Linked DNA regions of Capra hircus: region 1 is linked to region 2. The links are chromatin contacts, called in public Hi-C maps. All regions are on one chromosome and are shown on one strand. Each heading gives the region's core, a stretch centred on a gene start, on an enhancer-like site or on the middle of the called end of the contact. The rest is flanking DNA. Distances are from core to core; before and after follow the strand shown.

Region 1 (3,025 bases), core at 332-2,831, 74 kb before region 2:
GCCTCAACCACACATCTGTGGGCTCCTCCCAGAGCTGGAAGCCCTTGACATCTCTCCATCCTGCCCAACCCCTCTTCCCAACTGGGTCCTTAAAGAATTAGATGTGACTATGAAGAACCAGAGAGAAGACAGCATGAGAAAGACTCTGCCTGATGTTGCTGGCTTTGAAGACAAAGAAAGCAGCCTCCGCCAAGGAATTTGGGAAGCTTCTAGAAGCTGGAAACGGCAAAGAAATGGGTTCTTCCCTAAAGCCTCCAGAAGGGAATGGATCCTGCCAATACCTTGATTTTAGCTCAGTGAGCCCTCTGAGGGACTCTAAACTACAAAAAAGCAAGATAACAGTGTGTGTGTGTGTGTGTGTGTGTGTGTGTGTGTGTTTTAAAGACAAAGTTTTGGTAGTTTGTTACAGCAGCATTAAGGAACTAATATACATGGCAAATTACGGTTCATTTCTGCCACCACCATTAGGGTGTTTGTGATAGTTGATTTATACTTTTTTCTTCCATTAGTCTATGAACTCCTCAAGGTTAAATTATAAGTTTGTCTTATTTACCATTTGTTGGCAGGTGCTAAGAAGGCTCATAGGCCTCAGTTAGCAGGCAATCAATAAATACTATGAAGGATAATACTATAATTCATATGTATTCAGTTAATATGAGAAGGAAAATGTCAATTTCAGGGACTTTCCTGGTTACGGTGGTTAAGAATTCGCCTTCCAGTGCAGGCGACAAATCTCCATCCCTGGTTCGGGACCTAAGATCCCACATTCCACCTGGCGACTAAGCCAGCGCGCCCCGACTACTGAGCCTCTGCTTTGGAGCCTGAGGGCGCCAACGAAAGGTCCCACATGACGCAACTGAGACCCGAGGCAGCCAAATAAATTTATTTTTTTTAATGTCCATTTCCTTCCCGATGCTCCGAGTGCCTAACACGGAGGCTGTGGACTGTGTTAGTTGCTCAGTCGCGTCCGACTCTGCGCACCCGTGGACTGTAACCCGCCAGGCTTCTCTGTCCCTGGAATTCTCCCGGCAAGAATACTGGAGTGGATTCCCATTCCCTTCTCCAGAGGGACTTCCCAACCCAGGGATCGAATTCTGGCCTCCTGTCTCGCAACCAGATTCTTTGCCGTTTGAGCTACAGGGAAGTCCTTAACACAGAGCCTAGCACACAGCAATAGCTCAGTAAAAGGTTTTATTGAAACTTATTGAACCTGCAGGTGGATGAAATACCCCTCCCCGCAAACCCCTCCCGTGTGACCCATGCCACCGTCCCTGCCCATTCTGTCCAGGTTCCTACCTCTGCACGTCCCCTCACTCTGGAACCGGGTGACCTCCTTGAGAAGCTGGACATCTCCCGCCTAGCTTTCTTTCACCGAGGCTGTGAGCACAGAGCGCGGGGACCCCAGAGGACTTGGGAGTTCCCGGGCCGTAATGCTCGCTTCGAGCGGCAGGGGGCGAGCGTGGCCCGGGAGCGCCCTCCTGAGGGTTGGGACTGGGCGGAGCTTCAGGGGCGGGCCGACTCAGTGCGCAGGCGCGGGGCCAGACGCCTCGCGCGGCCACGGGCAGGCGGGCGCAGAGCAGCCCCAGCTGCGGCTCCGGTAGCAGCGAGTTCGAGCCCCGCTCCCGCTCCGCTTTGGTTTTGCGCTCCCCGCGGCCCTTGGGCCTCCATACGCCAGTCCCCGGCAACTCGCTGCGCATAGCGCTCTTCCCGCCGCCAGAATGCCGGTAACCGAGAAGGACCTGGCGGAGGACGCGCCCTGGAAGAAGATCCAGCAGAACACCTTCACGCGTTGGTGCAACGAGCACCTTAAGTGCGTGAACAAGCGCATAGGGAACCTGCAGACCGACCTGAGCGACGGGCTGCGGCTCATCGCGCTCCTGGAGGTGCTCAGCCAGAAGCACATGTACCGCAAGTACCACCAGCGGCCCACCTTCCGCCAGATGCAGCTGGAGAACGTGTCCGTGGCGCTCGAGTTCCTGGACCGCGAGAGCATCAAGCTCGTGTCCATCGGTGAGTGCCCTGGCCCGGCCGGTACCCCTCGCCCTCCAGCCTGCACCGCGCGTGCGCCCCTGTGGAGGCTGAAGCTCCCCGTCGGGTGCCCCACCACCACCACCGCGCCGAGCAGCCGCGGGCTCCGTGCGGGCTCCGGGGCCGGGGGACGTTGTCCCCCGAGGGCGCGAGGACAATGGGGACCTAGGCCCCCTCGGGAGATCCATCCTCCTGGGCGCTCTCCTCGTGTGCTCGCTCCCCGCCGTGCGCCGGGGCTGTGCGCCTGTTGGGGGCGGTGGGTTGAAGGTTCGGGTTGAGGCCGCACGGGGAGAGTCGGGGCTGTGGCATTTCTCGGGAGCTGGGGCGTCGCAGCGGGGGCCGGGGGACTGGAAGCCTCAGGTCCGCAGTCCCTGGGGGGTGGAGCCCTCGTCCGGCGCTCCCCGGAGCGCTCGCCCCGCTGCGCCCCGCGGCCGCCGAATGGGCGTTGGCTGGGAGGCCAGGTGGGGAGGCCCCGGGAGGGACTGTTCTCCGAATCCGGGGCCTCCCGCCCAGGTGGAGACGGGGACCTGGCGGTCGCCGGAAGAGGTTTGGGCCCCGAGGTGGGAAGGGGAGCCGCGGGGGTGTGTCTTCCTCGCTCCCAGCTCAGCTCTGGCTGCGCTGTCGCCGCCGAAGGTGTCATTCGGAGATGGGTGGTGGTCACAGTAACCGCTGCCTTGTAGGAGCCCCAGCTAGTGCGCGCTGGGCGCCCACAGCCTTCCCAGTCACCTCCCTCCTCGCGCAGCCTGCGAGCTGGGGCGCCGTCAGACCCCTGTTGCAGACGAGGCGGGGCCAGGGCGTTAATGGGCTCGCTCAGGCTAGCGAGGGTCCAGCTGAGAATTGAAGGAAGTGGGTGACAATTAAAGGAGACTTTGCTTTCCTCTCCCCGCCCTCCCCACACCAGGGTCTTCCTGAGAGGGAGGAGGGAGTTGGTGTTGGGTTCCTCTCCCCCGCCTCCCCCCGACCCGCAACGCGGGAGGAAGAGTTGGGGTGAGGTCCC
Region 2 (2,982 bases), core at 134-2,633:
ATGACCCTCCTCCCCATAAGCAACTTTCCTTTCTCTACCTTCCTTATTTCTGCTAGGAAACAGGTCTGGGTATGCACCTTCTGAATGCCTCTCTGTCTCCTGTGGTTTGCATTTTATACCTGCTTTCGCTCTCATCAGCAGGGAACTTCCTAGAGGGCGACTTGGACTCATGGCCTGTTCTCTCTCTCCTAGGTGCTGGTGTGGGTGACATTGGTGTGGAGGTGGAAGATCCCCAGGGGAAGAACACCGTGGAGTTGCTCGTGGAAGACAGAGGAAACCAGGTGTATCGATGTGTGTACAAGCCAATGCAGCCTGGCCCCCACGTTGTCAAGGTTTCCTTTGCTGGGGACACCATCCCCAAGAGTCCCTTCGTTGTGCAGGTCGGCGAAGGTGAGTGCTGGAGTAGCTGACTGCCTCTGGTTCTGGCATTGAGGCTGGCTGTGCGTGACAGGGCCCAGCACTGAACTCAGACTTGTCATTTTGCTGCCAGGGCCCCTTTGGCAGGAAGTATCCTCAAGACATTAATACTAGTATCTACTTTGTCCTCAAGATACTAACACGAATAGCTTCCTATATGCTGACCTAAGTGCTTTACTTATATTAACCTGTTTAATCTGCCCCCAAAACACTTCTGCCAGGATTCATGATCCTCACTGAGCGATGCAGGATGGAAGCTGTATGAGGAGAGGGTGTCTGTGGCTGAGGTTCAGTGACGTGGCAGGTCCCCTGTGGCTTCCTTTACTGGCTGCCAGGCAGAGAGCACGATGGCAGCTAGTCGTGACACCAGCCACGGTGTCCCGGGGGCTATTGCTGTTCCCAGTGGGCATCTGAGACACTGAGGCTTAGGGGTCATAAGGTATGAGTATGGACTAAACCAGTGGTCCCCAACCCCTGGAACCAGGCTGCACAGCAGGAGGTGAGCGGCAGGCCAGGGAGCAAAGTTTCATCTGTGTTTACAGCTGCTCTCCATTGCTCACATTACTGCCTGAGTTTTTCCGCCTGTCAGGGCAGCGGCAGCATTAGATTTCTCATAAGAGCATGAACCCTACTGTGCTTGAATCATCTCCAAACCACTTGCCTCCACCCCAGGCCATGGAAAAATTGTCTTCCACAGAACTATTCCCTGGTGCCCAAAAGGGTTGGGGGCCGCTGGACTAGCTGTCAGTAGGAATAGAACCATGGTCTCTGTCAGCTCCTGCTGCAGCCAGAAGCATGCATTTCTCTCTAATGTTAGACTCTTTCCTTCTGACTTAGTTACTCTCTTTTTTTCCCCCCCAACTCTGCTGCCTTTTCTAACCAGTACTTGCCTTTCCCTGTTCTGTTCTGTGCATCTGCGTCTGCAGACCTGGCTTCCTCTTCTGAATCCGGCCTCTTGGCCAGCCTGGAGCCTGAAGCTGTTGGCTTCCTAGTCGAAAGCACTGGGCCAGAGGCATCTCACTGGGTAAGGGCTGGTTGGGTGGGCCATCTCTGCCAGTCTTTGTGCTGCCTCCGGTGTCCAGCGGGCCTGTGCTCTTCATGACCGTGGGAAACTGCAGTGCAGGTGTTAGCACCACCTGTCTGGCCAGACCCCAGACTCACTCTCTGATTACATCTACACATCTCTAGGCCATCTCAAGATGCTGGAAAATCCGGTGGTTTCCTTCAAGCTTTTTAGTTCCATTTAGTGTTTATATGAACTGCTGATGTTGAGACTCTTGCCCATACTCAGGATTTCCATGACTTTTATTTTTTTAAAGATACATTTAAGCCTTCCAAGGGAAGTCCTGTCATCCTGTTGTGACTTATTTCTGGTATGACCAACTTCTCTCCCCTCGACAAAGGGGGAAAAAAATAAATGTATTCAGAAGCAGAACTTTATTTGACACAATGCAAGAAAGAATATTGAACAGCTTTCCTAGTTTTAATGATGTTTTCTGACTTCCTCTCGCTTATGGATTACTTTTTTCATTTCTGGCATATCCATCTATCACTTGTACTAGTTAATACTTAATAGAGTTTTTCTGTTGATGTACTGACCCTTCCTCCACTTAAATGATTTTGAGATGAACAGTCTTGTCTTCTGGAGTCTGTGACCCCCTAGTGTATAGAGGGAGCCTGTCAAATATGCAGTGTCAGATTTGGAAAGGAACAACCTGACATTTTACCTGTTAATCTCCCATTTATATATTTAATGAGAAGGTTGCTCATGTTACCAAAAATGTCCCAGGGCACATTGATGTCTTTTATCAACCTTTGACAAACCCCATGGAATTGTTTTGTGAACCTCTTATATAGGAACGTTAGAAGCTACCTTTGCGCTAGACATACAACTTTAGGTTTTTTAACTGGACCCAGAAAGCAAATTGAGAGTGGGGTTTACTCCTAATTATAGAGTAGCCACCTGCATTCCAAGGACCTTGTAATAGCACTGAAATGTTTGTCTGCCTTGGTCGAGGTGGGGTTGATCTGGTCTTTTTTTGCACCATCCTCTGGCTATTCCTGCGGAAGAGAACAACATTTAGACTTTCAGAAACCACTGATCCAAAGTTTGGAACCAGGTCAGATGTTTTCAAGTGCTACATTTTCCAAGTAGACCTGAAAAAGTCCAGTCTTCCCAATTACTGGACCCTTGAGTATGGCAGTGAAGTTTGAGCAACGTCCAATCCCAGGTCTTAACTCTCTTTTACCACCGAGAGGATAAATGCCAGGATTCAGCAAATACCAGGAGTCCAGCGAATTCACGCTGTGCACTCCTGCTTTTTTTGCCAAAGTAACTTTTCCCCAGTCCCTGGACAAAGTTATATTGTGTCTTTATTTGCTAGCCTGGTGTGCTCCCTGAACAAGACCCCTGGTCTCAGGCAGCTGCTGCACACTCTGCAAAGCAAACATTTTCTTGGCGGGTGGCTCAAAGTTACCTTGGCTTACTCAACTCAGACTAAAGAATAAAAGGTTGAATTGATGTCGAAACTGTGCTTACAGCCTGCAATCCAAACGCCTGCCGGG

Evidence for each region. A called contact is a pair of places that touch in the nucleus more often than the background predicts.
Region 1: a contact with region 2 is called in a Hi-C map of liver, with 4 times the contacts expected there. The contact joins the promoter of FLNB here to the enhancer-like site in region 2. A contact is called at or near these places in 2 of 5 Hi-C or Micro-C datasets (blood and liver).

What each region holds. Positions count from the first base shown.
Region 1 is chr22:43,212,376-43,215,400 of ARS1.2, reverse strand. FLNB (filamin-B) reads left to right here and starts at 1,581. Exons shown (of 47, transcript XM_005695795.3): 1 at 1,581-2,010. The coding sequence starts at 1,719.
Region 2 is chr22:43,138,097-43,141,078 of ARS1.2, reverse strand. It overlaps FLNB (filamin-B), which reads left to right. Exons shown (of 47, transcript XM_005695795.3): 8 at 193-390; 9 at 2,959-2,982. Among named protein-coding and RNA genes, the nearest start is that of FLNB, 74 kb to the left of the region's middle. Within about 2 kb of position 1,383, at least 3 of the 5 cell types and tissues checked have an H3K27ac peak or open chromatin away from gene starts, as enhancers often do.